Linked DNA regions of Sus scrofa: all the other regions are linked to region 1. Evidence: chromatin contacts called from public Hi-C, HiChIP or PLAC-seq and promoter capture Hi-C data. All regions are on one chromosome and are shown on one strand. Each heading gives the region's core, a stretch centred on a gene start, on an enhancer-like site or on the middle of the called end of the contact. The rest is flanking DNA. Distances are from core to core; before and after follow the strand shown.

Evidence for each region. Promoter capture Hi-C pulls out the DNA fragments that hold promoters and counts their contacts. Hi-C and Micro-C count contacts between places; a contact is called where the count stands out from the background. HiChIP or PLAC-seq counts read pairs in DNA pulled down with a chosen protein or histone mark.
Region 2: a promoter capture Hi-C map of fetal liver shows a contact between it and region 1, with 2.6 times the contacts expected there. The contact joins the promoter of VAPB here to the promoter of STX16 in region 1. A contact is called at or near these places in 2 of 5 promoter capture datasets (fetal liver and liver) and 1 of 47 Hi-C or Micro-C datasets (liver).
Region 3: a contact with region 1 is called in an H3K27ac HiChIP or PLAC-seq map of skeletal muscle, with 4 times the contacts expected there. The contact joins the enhancer-like site here to the promoter of STX16 in region 1. A contact is called at or near these places in 2 of 5 promoter capture datasets (fetal liver and liver), 8 of 47 Hi-C or Micro-C datasets (embryonic fibroblasts, fetal liver, fibroblasts and 2 more) and 1 of 2 datasets of contacts at active chromatin or transcription factors (skeletal muscle).
Region 4: a contact with region 1 is called in a Hi-C map of skeletal muscle, with 11 times the contacts expected there. The contact joins the promoter of GNAS here to the promoter of STX16 in region 1. A contact is called at or near these places in 2 of 5 promoter capture datasets (fetal liver and liver), 18 of 47 Hi-C or Micro-C datasets (brain, embryonic fibroblasts, epiblast stem cells and 11 more) and 2 of 2 datasets of contacts at active chromatin or transcription factors (alveolar macrophages and skeletal muscle).

What each region holds. Positions count from the first base shown.
Region 1 is chr17:58,838,499-58,843,022 of Sscrofa11.1, reverse strand. STX16 (syntaxin 16) reads right to left here and starts at 2,682. Exons shown (of 8, transcript NM_001123199.1): 1 at 2,145-2,682. The coding sequence starts at 2,225.
Region 2 is chr17:58,592,658-58,597,181 of Sscrofa11.1, reverse strand. It overlaps VAPB (VAMP associated protein B and C), which reads right to left and starts at 2,433. Exons shown (of 6, transcript NM_001123213.1): 1 at 2,039-2,433. The coding sequence starts at 2,096.
Region 3 is chr17:58,660,367-58,664,890 of Sscrofa11.1, reverse strand. It overlaps APCDD1L (protein APCDD1-like), which reads left to right. Exons shown (of 4, transcript XM_021077840.1): 4 at 4,479-4,524. Among named protein-coding and RNA genes, the nearest start is that of APCDD1L, 49 kb to the left of the region's middle. Within about 2 kb of position 2,105, at least 9 of the 83 cell types and tissues checked have an H3K27ac peak or open chromatin away from gene starts, as enhancers often do. A contact at or near this core is called in skeletal muscle, where this site is marked.
Region 4 is chr17:58,983,541-58,988,064 of Sscrofa11.1, reverse strand. GNAS (GNAS complex locus) reads right to left here and starts at 2,485. Exons shown (of 13, transcript NM_001130215.2): 1 at 1,266-2,485. The coding sequence starts at 2,060. The coding sequence ends at 1,308.

The sequences.
Region 1 (4,524 bases), core at 1,433-3,932:
AGAAAATATTTTCTAGTGTTCTGCCTTAGACATGTTTTTTCAGTTTGAGTTAGAAATCTATTTTCAAAAATATGTAGGAGATAGCTAAATACATCTGTGCATTTTCTGACATATCTATTTTTCCAAATTGTGTATTTTAGCTACATATTTTAAATTGACTTAGTTTATATATTTTTTAAATTGCCTAACTTAGCAAACCATTTTAAAAACAGGTTTTGACTTAGAGATGCACTTTTAAAAAGCTGCCCGTCTTATTAGACACCAGATTTTTATACCATCTGACCCAATGATTAAAAAAGAAAAAAAGCCTCCTGCTATCCAACGGTTCAGTGTATTTTGAACCTTAAATGATTAAACATTTTAAGGCAAATATTATGTTTTAAAATCAGTTAAAACTGATATCTTAGAAATCTTAACAAGAGTTTTAATTCTGGCTTTTTTTTTCCCCCCATGAGGTAGCATAAAATCAAGCCATTTAAGGAACCATTTAATTTTTACATCCTATTTAACAAAACTAAAGTTCCCTTAAGGAATTTTTTTTTTTTTTTCCCATTCAATTCTACGCTCTCCGTCTTGGCTTATTTCAGAACATTCTTTTCAAAATCAGCGCTAGAATTAGCCCTTTTCCCTTTTGCACTTACTTCAATAAAATCCCATTTCTTTCAGTGTACAAATGTAAAAAACCTTCAAATTCCTGAGCAAATGAAAGCCTAAACACCCCATTTTCTATGCTTTTTGACCTAAATTGACTGTGATTTTATGCCTAAAATTGCTCACACAGTTTAAAACAGCTTTTCTCTATAAGCAAGATGGCCAAAGACATTCTGCACTTGTGATTTACAAAAGGGAAGAAACTGCCTTTGCAGGCGCTCTGCCACTGAGCAGGACAGATGGCATAATTCTTCTGAAGCATTTAGATCAAGTCATAAAGAAAAAAACGAAAAGGGGAAAACAGTCCCTAAGAGGTGAAACAAGGGTGAGGTCCCCCAAACTGAGTGTGTCCAGTATAACCCCCAAGAATACGGTCTCAGCCAGACTCCACTGGCTCTTTCTCCAATGCGCTTCTTTTCAGACTCAGCCTGGCTCCAGCAAGGAGCCCACGACAGACTATAGTTTCAGGTCTTCCTTCACCTTCCAATTCAAGACAGCACAGAGCCCACCAAGGCCCTCTCCCCGAGCCCACCCCCTCTCACCCCCTTATTCAACAGAGCAGGAAACTGAGGTTCAGAAAAGGGAAAGTAACCCTCAGCCAAAACAAACAAACCCCCACAACAGTCATCTTCCCAGGCCCTCCCCAGTAAAAGATTCTACTGCTGGGCTAAGGAAAGGTTCAGGTGAATTAAATAGAAAACCCTGTGCTATTGGGGCGGGGGGTTTAATTTTCACATACACGCCCTGGTTTTTTTGTTTGTCTTTTTGTTTTTAAAGTTCGCATGGAGGGGAACGCTTAATTTCCTGTCTGGGAATGGTAAACGAGGAAGCTAGCACCTTACAGCCTCACAAAAAGAGCCCCCAGGAAAAAAACAGGGAAGCAATTATTCACAGGGAACACGGCCACCCAGAGGGCTGCGAGGCCATTAAAAGAAAACAGGGGGGGAAAAAAAAAATAATAAAACACCAGCTCCTTCCTCGTTTGGGGGAGGGTATGGTTCATTTGCAAGGATTTAGGTCTGAGATCCTGCATCTCGACCCTGAGAACCAAAGCGAGGCTCAGGATGCGGGGGCGGAGGGGGGGGCGGCTAAAACAAAATGAAACAAAAAAGGCCCAAAGCTTCCAAATCTTAGCGCTAAAACATATGTAAATTGGAGGCGGCCGGTCGTGCAGTGACGGCTGGGGGGGGGAAGGGGGAGGAATTGGAAGGGATGCGGAAGTGAGAGAGGGCAAGGCAGAGGTGGAACGGGGGCCTCAAACTGTTGTTTTTTTTTTTCCCCCATCCAGGGTTATCGCTGCTCTCGGACCTTTGCCAAGAGACCTTGCACTTCCGTGCTAGACTTATCTTCTTTTTTAAACAGAGAGACAGACAGAGACAGACAGACAGGCAGAGCCGCAGTGCACACGGGGCGTGTGTCGGAGAGGCCGCCAAGAGACTCACCGCAGCAATGCTACGTGAATGCAGAGGGCTGGAGGTGGTGTGACTACTCACTTGCTCGGCTAACAGCTGCCGGGTTTGGATGGAATTATTCCGCAACAACAAGAAAGCGTCGGTTAAACGCCTGGTGGCCATGGCTCACCCTTTGTGATTCCCCTCTCAGGGGCCCCCACCCACTTCAAGTCCAGGTTTATTCACTTTCTTTCTTGCAGCTTGGCCTAGTCGGGCCCCCCCCTCCACAGAAGCTTCTCTTGACAAAGCCTCAGGCCTTTAGCCAAGCAGGTGCTGCTTCGAGCTTCCTCTGAGCGCAAAGACCCCTCCCCAAATAACCGCCCAGGCTTTCCAATTGTCTGAGTCCCCCTCCCCACGACCTGCTTCGATCTCTAAGCACTTAAATCCCCCCAATCCTTGCGTTGCTAGCCAACTTCCCAGAGACCCCCTCCCCAATCCGACCTCGGATCTACAAGCGTCTAACTCGCCAATCCGGCTCTGGACTGGGAGGCTCTGAAGCCCCCTACCACATTAGTCTCTGACACCCTTTAGGGCCCTGGTTCCCTCTGGTTCCCTCGCTCTAGCAGGGCTCACACGCGTCTGGGCCGTGCCCTGAGGCCTGCCTCTGGCTCAGTTCCCCCAGCAGAGGCCGGGGAGGCCTGGTTTAGGCCCCCTTTGGCCAACCCGAGGCCAGGCCTGGGCCCTGGGCTGCTGCTGCTCCCCACTGGGGCCTTGTCGGAGCCTGCTAGGGCCGGGGCCCGACCTCCTGACCCCTTCCCTTTGTGGGCAGCCCGCTTCTCCACTGCCACAGCAGGCTGCCGGCCTCCAGGAGGGCAGCAGGGCCTGCCCCCACGGCCTCCTCACTCCTCTTCTCCGGCTCCCTCCATCCCCGGATCTGCCTGCTGCTCAGCCCCGGGCCGTTTCCGTGCTACGGTCCCGGGTTCTGGCGTTCCCCCTGGCCCTCTTCCTGTCCGTCTCTCGCGAGTGCCCCCCTGCGACGTTCACAAGCCTTGCTCGCAACGTTCCGGGCGCGGGAGATCCCTACCCCTCTGCCCCGGGGCACGGGCGCGCTCCGCCCTCTCCCGGGGTGCTCCCGGGACCGCTCGGTTTCCCCTTCCCTAACTGGGCCTAGGCACCGGGAGCGGGCCTGCGGGCAGGCCTGAGCCTCGAGAGCGTGGCCCCCACGTTGCAGACAAGTGCCAGGGGCCTTGGCGCGCTTATTAGAGTGGAGTCGAGCGGCAGGCAAATTTGGGCTCCAGCAGCGCCGAAGTTTCGAGACGCGCGCGGAGTTGGGGAGGGAGAGGAAAAGTTGGAGACGACTGCCTCTGGAGGCCGAGCACGCTCCACTGCAGGCGGCGGCTCGCGCTCGCTTTTTTTTTTTTTTTTTCTCCAATTCTGAAAAAAAAAGATGTATCAGAAAAACAACCAGGAGGGGGGGTAAAAAAAAAATGCCAAAGCTACAGCTAGAGCTCCAGGCCGCCTGGGCCGCGCCGCTGCTGGCAGCCGGGGGGGTCGTGGGGGGCGCCCGCCCTCCCCGGCTGCAGCTTTCTGTAGGGGGCACTGCAGGGTTGTAGAATCTCAAGTGGAAAAGTTCCCCGAAACTTCGACAGCCCCCCGCCCCCAACAACTTTTCCCTACCCCCTGGGCCCGCGTGCCAAGCCTGGCCCCGCGCCCCCGGCGCCCCCGGCTCGTTTTCCCGCAGTCGGATCGGGTCCGGGAGACCCCCCACGACCCCGACACTCTGTTGGGTGTCCGGATAGGCGGGATTCGGGAGGGGGCTCCGCTTGAGCGCGTTGGGATCCAGCTACCCGAGCCCGAACGCGGCGGGCAGCGGCCCTGCGGTCACCCCGCAAGGGAGGCCAGAGTCCTGCGGGGTGTCTGGCCCCGGGGCCACGCCACGAGCCGCCCAAGGCCACCCCACCGGTGGCAGGAGGTTACCCTATGGGCGCCCCCGAGCCGAAGCCCAAGCCAGAAGCGGCCTGGGCTGGGCGCGCGGGCCTGAGCGGGTCGGGATCGCGGAACGGCCTCGCCTTCCCCGGGCTCGGGGCTCCGGCAGGACGGGTTTCCCCTACCCCGGCGAGCCGAGACCACCGCGGGGCTGCCGGGCAACGCTCGCGAACCGGGTCTTAACAAAGGAAAATCGCCCTGCAACCCGGGAACGGCCCCCATCCCCGCATTTGTTCCTGCATTAAACAAACTTTACACACACGTGTGTATTTCCCGAGTGTTTCCCGCGTACTAAGAGCCGGGCTTGCAGAAAGAAAGCAAGCAAAACGGGAAACAAAAGCCGGTGTCGGCGCTCACAAAGGGCGCCCGCCCGGGCGGCGCGGAAAGCCGCGCGCGGCTGTCAGCCGTACCCGCGGGGCGCCAGGCGGGGTCCCGCCGGGGCTCCGCCGGATAGCTGGCGACCCAGTGTATATACACATATATCATTTTTTGTCCC
Region 2 (4,524 bases), core at 1,184-3,683, 250 kb after region 1:
TAAGGTTACCCGGGATCAAAAAACTGGCTGAGAAGACAACATAATTTGAACGTGGACACTGGCTGCCTCTGGCAGAGGCCACAGAAGACCTGACTCCTGTCCACAAGCCAGCCTGGTCTCCTACTTGGCCTCGTGACCTCCAGCAAGTGCTCATTGCTGCTGTCATTCAGAACTACCATCCCAAAGGAGCCCCATTACTCAGCCTCTGTGCCACTGTACATGCAGTTCCCTCTGCTGCCACGCTCCCTGCCCATGGCCTGCTTCCCTTCCACCTTCACACACAGCTCGAATGACACATCTTTCTGGAGCTGACTCCTCCCGGCTCCCGGAGCACTCTGAATTCCCTCAGACCCTCGCCCGTCCTGGCTGATTCTGCAGGACCTAAGGGGGCGTGGAGAGGCACACCTGTGATGTGACTCGCCTCCTCGTACCTGACACCTGGAGCAGCACACGTCTACGGACTAAATGAAGGAATGTGCTGCTGCCCAGGAGCGGCGAAGCCAGGCTTGCGGGGTAGAGAACGTCGGACACCTCACGTGCAAACCATCCCCTTCATGGTCAGCACCATCCGGGGATTCCACTCCCAGCCCGGACCCTGGAGGAGCAGGCCAGCGGGACAGCACGCAAACTCCAGTTCTCTCGCGGAATTATAATCCATCCACCTTAGGTCTTTGAGGGGGTCTGTTTTGGTTTTAACTGGACACCCTTCAGCTGTTTATACATTTAGGGTCACTTCAGACTGTTAACCTGGGAGGCAATGTAAAGCCACAGGACTGGAACAGCTCCCAGAGGTGGGACAGCAGAACTGCTAAGGAGGGTGAGCTCTGAAGTCTGAGCTCAAATGTGTGCTAACTGGGTTAAGTTTGGGTAAGTTACCCTAGGCTACTTCCTGCCAGTATAATTTAAAGTGGGGTGCATGTGGCCAGAATGCAGTGCGACTCCACAAACATCTACTGAGCGCCTACAGTAAGCCAAGTGCTGGCAATACAGCAGGGCCCTGGGCGTCCAGTCTAAGCAGATGCTCGTCAGGGCCGGCTGGTTTCAGGTCCTTCGCGGCACGTGCCACTCCCTGAACCAGGCTTGCGCGCTCGTGTGTCCCCCTCACTAGAAGGTACGCAGCATGAGATCGGGGAACTTGTCCCTCTGGCTCATTCCTCCCCCTCCAGTGCCAAGCTTACGTTACTCAAGGCACTTGAAAAGATGGCACTGGGTAAGTCAGATGAGGTCCCAGACAAGAGACTCCTGGCACTTTCATTTTGGTGGAGAAGACGGGGCGGTAAGACGGAAAATAAAGACAGACGTTACAAGGGGCTCTGGCTTGCCACAAACACGCGTGGCCCCCTGGGCTTCCTCTGGGAAGATAAAAGATCTCGCCGCCCTGCGAGGCCCCCCTCGCTGCACAGACGTGAGCCGCGGGCATGAGGACGGCAGGGCAAGGAAGGCTGGGCCACGTCCCGCCAGAACGTGTGCGGAGGCTCCTGCCACTCTTTTGTTCAACGGGTATTTATTAGGCCCCTAGGACGTGCGGGGCAGGAAGCGGAGACGTGACACGGTCCTGTCCTCATGGAGTTTCCCTTCTAGTGTACCAGCAGGGTAAACAAGCGCGGAAACGGTCCTTCCAGGTCGTGGCAAGAGCCGACCTGCCCACGAACACATGCGACGGGGACCGGCTGCAGGCGTCCTCCCTGGGCAGGTGACAGCTGACCTATGCCCCGAGCAGGCGAAAAACCTTCTCGGCGAAGGCGCCCACACCAGGGCGGAGGCCGCACACTGGACAGGAACAGTTACACTGGCAACTGTGCGAGTGTCTCGAGGGCGAGGCGCAGGGAGGCTGTGGAGGAGCAGGCCCTGGACTCCCGCGCACGGACGCCTGGCGGCCCGGGGGCGCGGGGCGGGCGCGCCGTCGGGGGGGAGCGGGCGGGGGCCGCGGGCCGGGGGCCGACGTCACGGCCGCGCCGCCAGGCCCTCCGGAGCGCGGGAGGGGGTGCGGGGCGGCGGGCCCGGCCCGCGGCCGAAGATGGCGGGCCTCCGGGCTTACCTCGGAATTTGAGCTCGTGCTGCGGCTCGAGGCTCAGGACCTGCTCCACCTTCGCCATGTTCCTCGGCAGCGGGGCACCTCAGGCGGGGAGACCCCTGAGAGGTCACCTGGGGCGAGAAGCGTTAAGGCTGCGCCCCCTTTAAATTTGGAAAAGGGGGGGCCGGCCGGGGCGCGGGCGGGGGTCGCCGACGGGGTGCGCGCGGGGGGCGGCCTACGCGGTGCAGGCGCAGGGGCGGAGGGCGAGGGCGAGGCCGCGGTGCCCGGCGAGCGCACGGCACGCACGCACGCAGCGACGCACGCAGCGACGCACGCACGCACGCACGCACGCACGCAGCAGGCTGGCCTGCTCGGCCCGGGCGCGCGCTCGGGCTGTGGGGAGCTGAGCGCGCGCGGAGCCCCTGCCGGGCAGTGCGCAAGCGCAGCGCTGGCCGTGGGGGCGGGGCTGCCGGGCGGCAGGGGGCGGGGCGCCGCGCAGTCCCGGGGAGGGGCGGGTCCGGGACGCCGGGAGTCTTGGGCCGTCGCGGGGGAGACTATTTACTGAACGTCCTTGGGGGCCTGGCTTTGTGTTAAGTGCTTTACTCAATAATAATAATTAATAAGAATGAACTTCCACTTTCCCTTGTTTGTGCGGTGCCAGGCACTTAGAGACTGAATAATGATGAAAACACTATTTATTCTTATTATAAACATAATGTTTATTGGTGAATGATGTGTGCTAGGCACTGTGACGTATGGTAAACAATAAATATAAATTTAGTAAGGTACCAATTACTGCTTGCTTATTTTGTGCCACTCTGCTGAGCGCTTTGGATAACAGCAGCATCAATTGTATTAAATAAAATCTACTCTACGTGAAATGTTTACTAACAAATACGGTGCTGAATCCTGTGCTACTAAATGCAACAAATATTTAGAAACACCAGAAGCAGAAATGTTGACCTGGTTTCTACCCTCTCCCTAGAGCCGGTAGGAGGGACAACCTGTGAATAAATAACCGCACAAAAAAGTTCATTAAAAATTACTGAGAACCCAGATCTTCTTGGCCTCAAATGTGAACACTCTGCTTCACTATTGACATTTAAATTTTATTCCATTTATAATGTTCACGACATGAAATATGTTATTAATAGTCCCCTTTAATATATATGTATAGACGAAACACAGCAAAGAGCTAATACTGACTCTACATAGCAGGCATATGTGGTTTCTTTGCACTATTCTTCCCATTTTTCAGTACGCTTGGAATTCTTCATAATAAAAGGTTTTTTTAAAGATAATCTTTGTCTTTTAACTAGAGCATTTGGTGCATTTATACTTATTATATTTACGATCTATCTGGATTTATTTCTACCATCTTATTTGCCCCTTCTATTTGCCATGCCTGCTTTTTTTTTTTTTTTTTTCCTCTCCTTTCATGCTCCTTGGGTGCTGATGTTTTTTCTCATTCCGCTTTTCTTCCTCTTTCATACTCTGTTTCTGTTGTTTTAGTGATTACTCTTCACCTTACTACCTGAAAATAAAAGCACTTAGGGGTACTATAATGACCCATATACTAAATAATATGCCTTAATTGTAGTATATTTTCAGTTTAATCTTTTCCTTTTTCACCTCAGTGAGTCATTACTAAATTGCTGTATACAGTCAGTGTTAATTTAGACTCAATCACACTGTTACCAATTTCTTTGCTCATCTTCTTGCTTCTCAGAACTTAAAACTAGGATCACTTTCCTTGTCCCTTAAGTACAACCTTTAAATTCTATTTCAGTGAGGGTTTGTTGGAGCAAATGCCCTTGGTTTTTGTTCACCTGAAAATGACTTTAGGAGTTCCTGTCGTGGTTCAGTGGTTAAGGAATCCGACTAAGAACCATGAGGTTACAGGTTCGATCCCTGGCCTCGCTCAGTGGGTTAAGGATCCCGCATTGCCGTGAGCTGTGGTGTAGGTCAGCAGCTACAGCTCTGATTGGACCCCTAGCCTGGGAACCTCCATCTGCCGTGGGTGAGGCCCTAGAAAAGACAAAAACCAAAAAACAAACTTTATATTTCCCTTGTTTTGAGAGGTATTTTGCCTGGTTTCCTAGAGGGACAATCATTTACTCTCAGCACTGAGAAGATGCCACCACTGATTTCCAGCTCCCACTGTTACTGGCTGAGCTTTCAGATGACAATCTCCTCGTTATTCCTGCAAAAATAATCTGTTTTTTTCCTGTCCTGGGGTTCTACAGTCTTATCACAATATACCTTTTAATTTATTGTCTTAGCCCATTCAGACTGCTCTAACAAAATACCTTATAAAGGGAGTTCCCGTTGTCGTGACTCAGCAGTCACGAACCCGACTAGCTTCCATGAGGACGTGGGTTTGATCCCTGGCCTGGCTCATGAGTTAAGGATCCAGCGTTGCCATGAGCTGTGGTGTAGGTCGCAGGTGAGGCTCAGATCCCACTTGAATGTGGCTGTGGCTGTGGTGTAGGCCGGCAGCTGCAGCTCTG
Region 3 (4,524 bases), core at 856-3,355, 180 kb after region 1:
CTAACCCTAGACCCCTCTCTGTGTCCCCACACCTGGCCCAGGGTCTGGCACTCGGGCAGGGCCAGGAGACGCTGAATGAACGAGGGAGCACAGCCCCTGCCAGGCCCCTGCCAGGCAGCGGTGGCCCTTGGAGGCCCACTTAGAAGCTCTATGCGGACCCCACTGCCAACCCGGGGCCAGAGGCACTGGGCCTGCCCCTCCATGCTGACACCAGGCAGCGCAGCGCAGCGCCTGCTCCGACTCCGAGCGCTCTCAAGATGTCACCACCTGGGCATCTTCTAGCAGGCACAGTCTGGCCTGGAATTCTGCATCTCTAACAGGCTCCCGGGGGGTCCACGGACCTCTCTCTGAGCAGGAGGCCGCAGTCCAAAGGGAGCTGGCCTCTTTGAGATGCACCGCCTACCCCGCCCCGGGGTGAATTTCACTTAAGCTGATTAACCTATAGACTTTACATTAACGACACCACAGACACACTTCCCCAGGTGGAGGAAGATCTCACAGCCCTTTTTGGTCCGATGAGCACTCAGGCAGGAAGAAACTGAACTTGATGTGTGCAGTACTCTCCTGGCACCAAGCACAGAGTCTGCCAGCCACTGCTAGGGCCCGGCGACCTCTCCACTGAGGCTGGTGAAACCCCAGGACCTCACGTCAGAAAAATGTTCATAGAAGCACGAAATAAAATATATGTGGGATTTAAACAGAAACCAGCTCAATGAAAACAGTTACCCAAGTCTTTAAACACTCATTTGTGACACAGGAACACTGCGAATGTGAATTGCTTTACTCTCCCTAGTTTCAAAGTAGCGACGTGTGTCAACAATACTTACCTACATGTGAATAGATATGCGTCAAGGTATATATTACGATATAGATATTGTAGATATTATATCTACATATAAAAGACGTGAGATCAGCCACAAAGCAGAAGGTTCCAGAGAAGCTACTGGGGTTTGTCGCCGCTCTTCACAGTGAGAAGAAACTTTCACCTTCGGATAGAGATTAGTCAAGGTGAAGTCGAGGTTAGGACCCCAGGTTAAGGATGCCTGTAAGGGACGCGCAAGGAACGGTTTTCAAAAGGGAGAATGAATGAATGGAGGACGGAGGAGTTCAGCATGTATTAAGTACCTGCTGTATATGAGACCCTCAAGGAATTAAACCAGCCTAGGGCAAATCTCACCCGAGAGCAGCCGCTTATCGAAGCACCCCCAGTGTGTGTGGCGGGGGTGGGGGGGGGCACTAGGTTTGAGCCCATCTGCTCTCTCTCCTTCTCCCACTGCCCTCCTCCCAACCCAGGATCTGGGCAGCAGAGAAGCAGCACGGCAAGACATTCTCATCAGAAAATCAGCCCGAGTTCTTTCAGTGACCTCGAAACAATTCCCTCTTGGCTGCCAATCCCTAGGCTGGTCTGATGTTCATTCTCACGGCAGAGAAGGCGCTGGCGGTGGGGTGATCCCTGGCACCCACTACCTCATTAGGAGGGCACCCTGCTCTGACGGTGACAAGGTCATGTCTCCCCAGGGAAGGACTCTGGGGCCACGGCCTCCTGCTGTCTGAGCAGCCAGGGCGGCCGGGACAACCGGCAGTGCAGTCGCCAAGCAGGACACACAGAAATGTGAGCCTGGACCGGCGGGGCCACGTGTACGGATGTTAAATTAAATGTCCGCTCACCAACTGCCCCTCCTCCGAAAAAAAGAAAAAGGACAATAATTTCAACGGAGGCAGCGCTGCAGATGACCCCCCAGTAAGGGCTCAGTCACTGCCTCATGCTCTCGGGGCCCAAGCCTTGCCCACAATCCGAACCAGATGGTAAAAACATGAGCGTTGTTGGAAGTTAATTTAAAACCAATTTGATCCCCAAATTCACTGCCTGGACATAGACTCCTCATCAATCAGCCAACACTCGACCAAAATCATCTAAGGCTGGTGTCACCTCTGGGGGTTAATTAGAAACGGTTATGTGCTGTTTGAGAAACAACTTTATGTAACAGGCTTGAACCAGCAAGGGCTTGGCTTGCGCACAAGTGTGAATTCTGCTGGCCGGGGCCTTGTTTAGGAACACGTGCAGCTCTGGACCCGTGCTCGAATGAGGCCTGGAAGCTTTTCTCAGAGAGGCGGGTCCTTCATCCCTCCCAAAGCATCGGAGAAGGAAATGCTTGTTTCTCTTCCCTCTCTCGCCTTAACATGTGGCCAGCTCTCCATTTGTTTTCCACCAGGCAGCAAACTGCCGGCCCCAGGTCCCCGGCCAGCACCCCTGAGGTCCTTCTGTCCGCAGAAGGCACCTCCTTTGAGGAAGAAAGGCAGCCCCGAGATTATTTTGCTGTGATGCATCATGGCCTGTCAATACGCATTAGCGTGACGACAGTTGGAACGTGGGTTAAAATGCCTAAATTAGAGAAGACTCTTATCAGCCAGCATTCCCATTACTGGCACTCCAGCTAACCATGCCGATTTCTTGCCTCTTCCCATCACAAACATTTCTGTAGCCATTTATTCGCATTTATTTGCAAGCGCCTTCGAGCTCTCTGGGTCAGAGTCCCCCAAACCAAAAAATAATTTCATTTTCTATGGTATGGAAATCAGGACGACTTAGGTGCATCATAGAGATAAGAGCTTTTAGTGTAGCAATACAAAATAGAAAGAAGAAGGAAAAAACTGTTCTCAGTCATCCAATATTTTCTTTCTAAACCAGAACTCCCAAACGCCCCTTGTTTGGCATGAAACTCATCCATCAGCAATCTGTGGAAATCTTTTGTTTTTTGCAAGAAAAAAAATCAGAGCTGTTTTTTTTTGTTGTTTTTTTTTTTCCCCCAGCTGGGCCCTCACGATGCTTCTCCCCCTGCCTGTCCTGTGTGCATCCCTGGCCCCCAATTTCCTTCTGGAATGGCAGAACCTGGGCTGCTTGCTTTGACAAGTGGCTGTTCCAGGATATTTATCTTTCAGAATGATGCTCTGAACTAAATTCTGGGCAGCGTCTCCCTTAAAAAAAAAAAAAAAGAAAAAAAGAAAAAAAGAGAGAGGAAAAAAAAAAAAAAAGCCAAGATGTGTGTATCTGGTTTCTTTTTGGCCTGGACTGAGCTTTTTCACTCCAAAATGCAGACCGACTGCTCCCACGCAATTTGGTTTAGCATCTGCTTCCTGTTGACGTGTTTTGCTGTAAACCTAGCTCATGAGAATTTATAAGGCAGTGGCACCTGTAAATAAGGCCAAAGCGAGAGGAAAACAAGACCACAGCCGGGGCAAGTGAGGACGTGGCCGCACCTGACACGGCAGCGCGGGCTGGGTTCCCGACTTTAAATAACACACGAGTGAACATCTCTGTGCAGAATCTCTCTGCAGCTTTTTCCAGCGGCTCCTCAGCACAGACCCTGAGCCCAGGGTTCCCAAGGCGTGAGAAGTGTCGTGGCTCTTCACCCCGGTTCCACATCCACTTGCAGGAGTGGAGGGGGTGACGCGTGCCCTCCCAGGTGAAATTCTTTCTTTCTTTCTTAGGGCTACACCCGCAGCATATGGAGGTTCCCGGGCTAGGGGTCGAATCAGAGCTACAGCTGCCGGCCACAGCCACAGCCACGCCAGATCCGAGCCACATCTGCGACCTACACCACGGCTCACGGCAACGCTGGATCCTTTAACCCACTGCGCAAGGCCAGGGATCGAACCTGCATCCTCATGGATATGAGTCAGGTTCTTCTCCCCTGAGCCACAACGGGACCTCCCCAAGGCGCAATTTCTGAAGACAAAAGCCTCTCTTGTTGACCCACCGTGGAGACGCAGGCCGATGTGGGCAGAGGGAGGCTTTTGACCCCGGGGGTCAGTGGTTTCGGCTCGAGTCTGCCATGTCCAGAGTGGAGAGCCTGGCGGGCTCCGTTTCAGCCTCAGCTTCTCAGTGCCCGAGGAGTGCCCAGCCCAGCCCCCGTCCTTGGGAAGCACTTGGGGGGGTGGGCTGGGGGTGGGGGCGTTAACGGCACGCAAGGAGAAAGACAGAAAATGTCCGTGGTGCAGCTTCAGGACCAAGCAGGCCGGGCGGGGAACGGGCAGCATCATTCAACTCCCAGGAGACACGTTTGGTCTCTCCTCCCTTCACCCGGCACACCTGCTGCAACCTGGCCCTGGAGATGGGCAGCCCCAGAGGGACGGGCAGTTGGGCTTTCTGGAGCTTTCTATCCCATGTTGGCCCGGGGGCGGGGGGGGGACGGGCAAAGATAGCGGGATGCCGGAAGGTCAGGAAAAGCCTCGCTAAGGCCCGGCTCTGAGGGGCCACGTGGCCCCTAGGAAGGAGATGGCCAGGTGACGTGGGGGTAGGGGGAGGTGGCTGCAGGGAGAGGCAGGTGCAGAGGCTGGAGGATGGAGCCGACTGAGGCCCAGGAAGAGTCAAGTGGCCACTGGGGCTGGAGGCAGGAGTGAAGGAAGTGACGGTGCCCGGGGGGGCTGTAGGCCACCTGTCCACCTCGGGCAGTCACCCCCTCTCTTTGTCTCGCCAGCACCACGCTCGGCCCTGCCCGGCCTGCAGCCTCATCGCCCGCTCCG
Region 4 (4,524 bases), core at 1,236-3,735, 150 kb before region 1:
CCACGGGAGCCCAGCTGAAAATGGCCGGTGTGCGCCGCCTCCCTTCCCCTCCCCGAGGCTGCCGAAGGCACCGGCCCCTGCCCGCTCTCAACGGCGCCGAAGGACCTGCGTCGGCTCCGGCACCTTTGCCCGAGCTCGGCCGGTGCGGCTCTCTTTCGGGACGCGTCGTAGGGCTTCCCTGAAGATAGACGCGACTCCCTCTCCATCCCGTTCCTTGTTCCGCTTTACCTTTCCGCTAGCAATCACCTCGCTGACCTCTTAGCCCCTCTCTCACATCCTCAGGCTCTCGCGCAAACAGCCCGGGACCCTCTCCGGACAAGCTGCACTCAGCCCCGCCGCCAGACCAGCTGCGCCAAAAGGTTGGCGATGCCCCGACGGGACCAAGTCCGCGCTGCCGACCCCGGTAGCCCGTTGGGCACCTCCCAAGACTCCGGTACCTCCTCTGCTTGCCTTCCAAGCACGGGTGACTCACGGAGAGCCGCCGGCCGGCTCGGAGAGGTTCGCTCTGGGGCGCGCGGGCAGGTGCGCACGGCTCTTTGCCACGGTCTCTGGCCCGGCGAGCGCCCGGAAACAGGCGGTGGCGGCCAAGACTGGCTCACAGCCGCGGGGGACACTGGCGCCGAGGTCCCGCGGCCCCAAATTGGCAGCCACTGGACCTGGGCTCCAGGCTCCGGGCGTCCTAAGCCCTTGCGCGCGCGCCTTTCCCCGGAGCCAGCGGTCTCCGGAGTTCTCGCCCAATGCCAATCTGGTTACTTTTCTCGCATTGCAACAGTGTCGCTGCAGCGCGGCGGCTCTCACTTTCGGAAAGTTGGTGCGGGCACCTCCGAACCACGTTTCTGGCACCCGCCAAGGCCAACTGGTTTGAAACCAATTTCTCTAGGAGGGAAGAAAGGGAAGAAAGTGCGTAAAACGAGTGACTTACCCTTGTCTTTTGGGCGTGCAGCTCGAAACCTGGGGCGCACCCGGGGTCCAGTCGCGCGTCTTGGACACCAGCTCGGAGACCTCAGGCTGTCTCCAGCGGGGCGCAAGGAGCGCGCCCCGCGGTCCGACAAGCCTTGGGCCACCTGGGCGCCTGCCGGCGCCCTGGGGGAGATTTGGGGAGCCCTTCCCAACTCACCCCGGCCCCCAGCCTCCCGGGCTGGCTAGCTGAGCCCACTCTCTTCCCACCTTCCTTCCAACCTGCCTTTCCTTCTCCCTCCCTCCTTCCCGCCGTTCCCGCTCCCGCACCGACCCCAGACTCCCCAGTTTAGCCGTGGGCAACCAACCTGGGTCAAAGAAAACAAGGAGAATCTGGGGCGCGTCCTCCATTAGTGACGCCGGATGGGGATGGGTCCCCTCTTGGAAGGGGACTCCGGGGACGGGTCGCGGCGGGTGGGCTTCTTTGGCTTGCAGCGGCGCTGCTGCTTCTTCTCCTCTGCCTTTGGCTCCTCAGACTCTTCGGGGCCCCTCGGATCCTTGTCCTCGGGCTCAGGCTTGGGCTCCTCCCCTTCCCGGGGGCTCTCAGACTCCTGAGTGCTGGGCTGCGCACGACTCGGGGAGGCGTCGGGGCTCTGCAACCTCAGAGCGTTGAGACGCTCGGTGAGAGATTGGGCGAAGCTGGGGCGCTTGGGCAGCACGGGGCCACGCTCGTCCTCGGGCTCGGTCTCGGGCTCGGTCTCGGGCTCAGTGGTGGGGGCGGTCTCAGGCTCGGTCTCGGAGTCGGTCTCGGACTCGATTTCGGACTCGGTCTCGGTCTCAGACTCGTAGTCGAACTCTTCCTCGTACTCTAGGCACTCGGGGAGGGAGAGTTCGAGGTCTGCCTCCTCCTGCTCCTGGTCGGATTCAGGGGGCTGGGGGAATACCGGGGCGGCGGAGCGATGATGGGCGTTAAGGAAGCTCCGGCGCTGGGCAGCCGCGCGCTGCTGGGCGCGGGCGCTGGAGGTGGCAAGGGCGCGGAGGAGCGCGATGGAGCAGGAGAGCCAGAGGAGCGCGGTGGCTGCCCGGCGGCCTATGGGTGGGCACAGATCGCTGTAAGTGTGGCGAGCTCGGCGCCCCTGCTGAGCTCGGGACCTGCGATCCATTCTCACGCACACACGGCGAAGCCGACCCACCCTCTGGCTCTGCAGAGAGCAGCTCCGAAGCGCGTCGGCTGCTGGAGCCGACAAAGGTGCTCCTTGCGAGGTAAGAAGCCGGGTCCGGAGGTCCCAGCCCCACCTCGGCGGGAGGAGAAAAAAAGGAAGCCCCTACCTTCCTAACCTCTCAACTTTCTAAAGCTCCGCGCCTCTGCTGGCCTCTGAGCAAAAAGGAGGGATGGGAGAAGGGAAGAAAAAGTCAGTCTCCTCCGGGGCTCCTCTCTCTCAGTCTTAGACTCCGCAGCCTAAGACTCAGGAGAGGTGCCTCCGCTGGTCCTCTCGCCTGGGAGAGGAAAGAGGAGACTGAGGCGAGGAGTGTCGGGCGGAGAGGTTCTGCAAAGTTGCGCGCCCGGACTTCAGCCGGGCATGTGCAGTAAGGAGGCGGGGGCGTCTCCCGCGAGCTGCGCGGCGGCGCCGAGGCTGAGGCGCAGACTCTCGTGGGCCGGCAGGTGGCAGGAGGGAACCTTGTATGAGAGGATCTGGGCCGTGCGAGGGGCGGGGGGCCTGGCAGGGGCCAAGGAGCTCAGGAGCGCGTGAGCTAGCCACAGGTTAGAGTACTTGCGCAGCTGGGCCGGGGTTCTCCGTGGGCTCCAGACCCCTCCCCAGCTTCTCCTGGGTTCTTGATGAAATGATCCAAGCCCAAAGCGGCAAAAAAGCAGATGGCGCAACTGCAGATATTCAGGAGGAACGAGCGTCTGTATTAAAGATGCGGTTCCGGGCTTTTTCCAAGGGCTTAATAGTTTAAAGATGGTAACCCCAGGCAATCGTTAATCGTGAAACCACCTTTGGCAGATCTGGTATAGTGACTGTAACCTGAGAAGGTTCCGGAAAAAACCACCCCCCCCCCCGCCCCCGGCGGTCCCAAGCGGCTCATTGCCTCAGGGGTAAAAAGCGCCTTCCTTTAGAAGGGGCCCTACGGAGGTGGGTGGTGACCCCCAAACCCATTGGTGGACCACCTGGAGCTCTAGCCGGGAACTCGTGCTGAAGGACTCAGCTAGCTAGAACCGCTAGTTAAGGGGAGTCTTTCTGTGGGTGCACGCAATTTTCCGCCCCTTGGGGGCGCTCCAGGGTGATCCGCTATCAAGGAGACCTCGCTGTCGGCTCAAAGCTCTTTCCATAAAGATTTTCAGCGAGTTTAGTTCGTTCAACAAATATTGAGTACCTAGGACATGCCAAGCTCTGTTCTAAGTGCCAGAGGTAGAGTGGGAAGAAGAGAAAGGAGAGGCTATTTAGGATGTATGTGCGATTAATGAGAGCATGAAACCCGTCTCCCTCCTTACCCACCATGGCCGTTAATCCCGCCTGCATTCTACGGGAGAATATTATTGGATCGACCTGGGCATTAGGGTTAGGGGACAGCTAGGCACCCCCAGATCACGTGTTGAACCCCTAAGGAAGCTGGTAACCTCTTTCTCAGCCCTGGACAAGCAAGTGAGCTCTGTGTCCTGCAGGGGGGATCCCTGGAGGGTCCGTGTGCAGGAAAGGATGGAGCTCAGGCAGTGTGGGGATTCCAGCTGTTCTGGGTCGTGCATGCTCTCCTGGTTAAAATGCGGCGTGTCCCTTTTGGTGACAAGTCCCCAGGTGAAACCATCTTCCTGGAATCCATGGAGGTATCAACGAGGCTTCACAGGTGGGACAGGTAGGTTTGGGTTTTCTTGTCTGTTGATTCAAGGTGGGGGCACTTGGAGAAGCATGATGTTTTACCGTTCTGCGTTCCCTTCTGGGGTGGGCCCCCAGGCGTCCCTTCCTGGGGCTGCTTCCTGGTGCCCAACGCATCCTGCACCCACAGCTGTTCCTCAGCATGGCGGGACTCGCCCGCAGGCCTTTCAGCACCAGGCCTGCCTTAAAGCTGTCAAGCCCAGAGTTAAGACCTTATTAAGGTTCTCGCAGCTGTTTTTGATGGGCTGAGGTTTTGTTTCTGTGTCCTGGCCGTGGATGGTCTGGAATGTTCCTGACCTGGCTTCTTGGCTGTGTCTGTCTTGCATCTTGTATTCTTCGAGTTAGTTCGTAGCATTAAAATGCTGATTGGTCTAATAAAGTGGCATTGATTTGGCAAACCTCTTAAATGCACAAATGCCTGATTTCTAGTTGTTTCTCCCTCCTTAACATTTTCTAGAGAGACGGAGAGGGTTTTATTAGCACAAGTGCCTGGATGGCTACAGTCATTGCCTGGCTCTTACTGCGGGACCCAGGACCTTCAGAGCAGTAGGTCTCAAATCCTGATCTCTTAGCCTCAGCCGAGGGGGTGCGTGTGTAATGGTTCTGCTCTCACGGATCCTGTGTTTCTTTCAATGGCACAGCTCCACCGACAGTGTGTGGAGCATAAAGACATCATTCAAGTGATTTTTAGGGCTCATCGGGAAATAGCAGGAATATGTGGGTGCTGCTGAATGCCCTTTCAGTGGAGACAAAT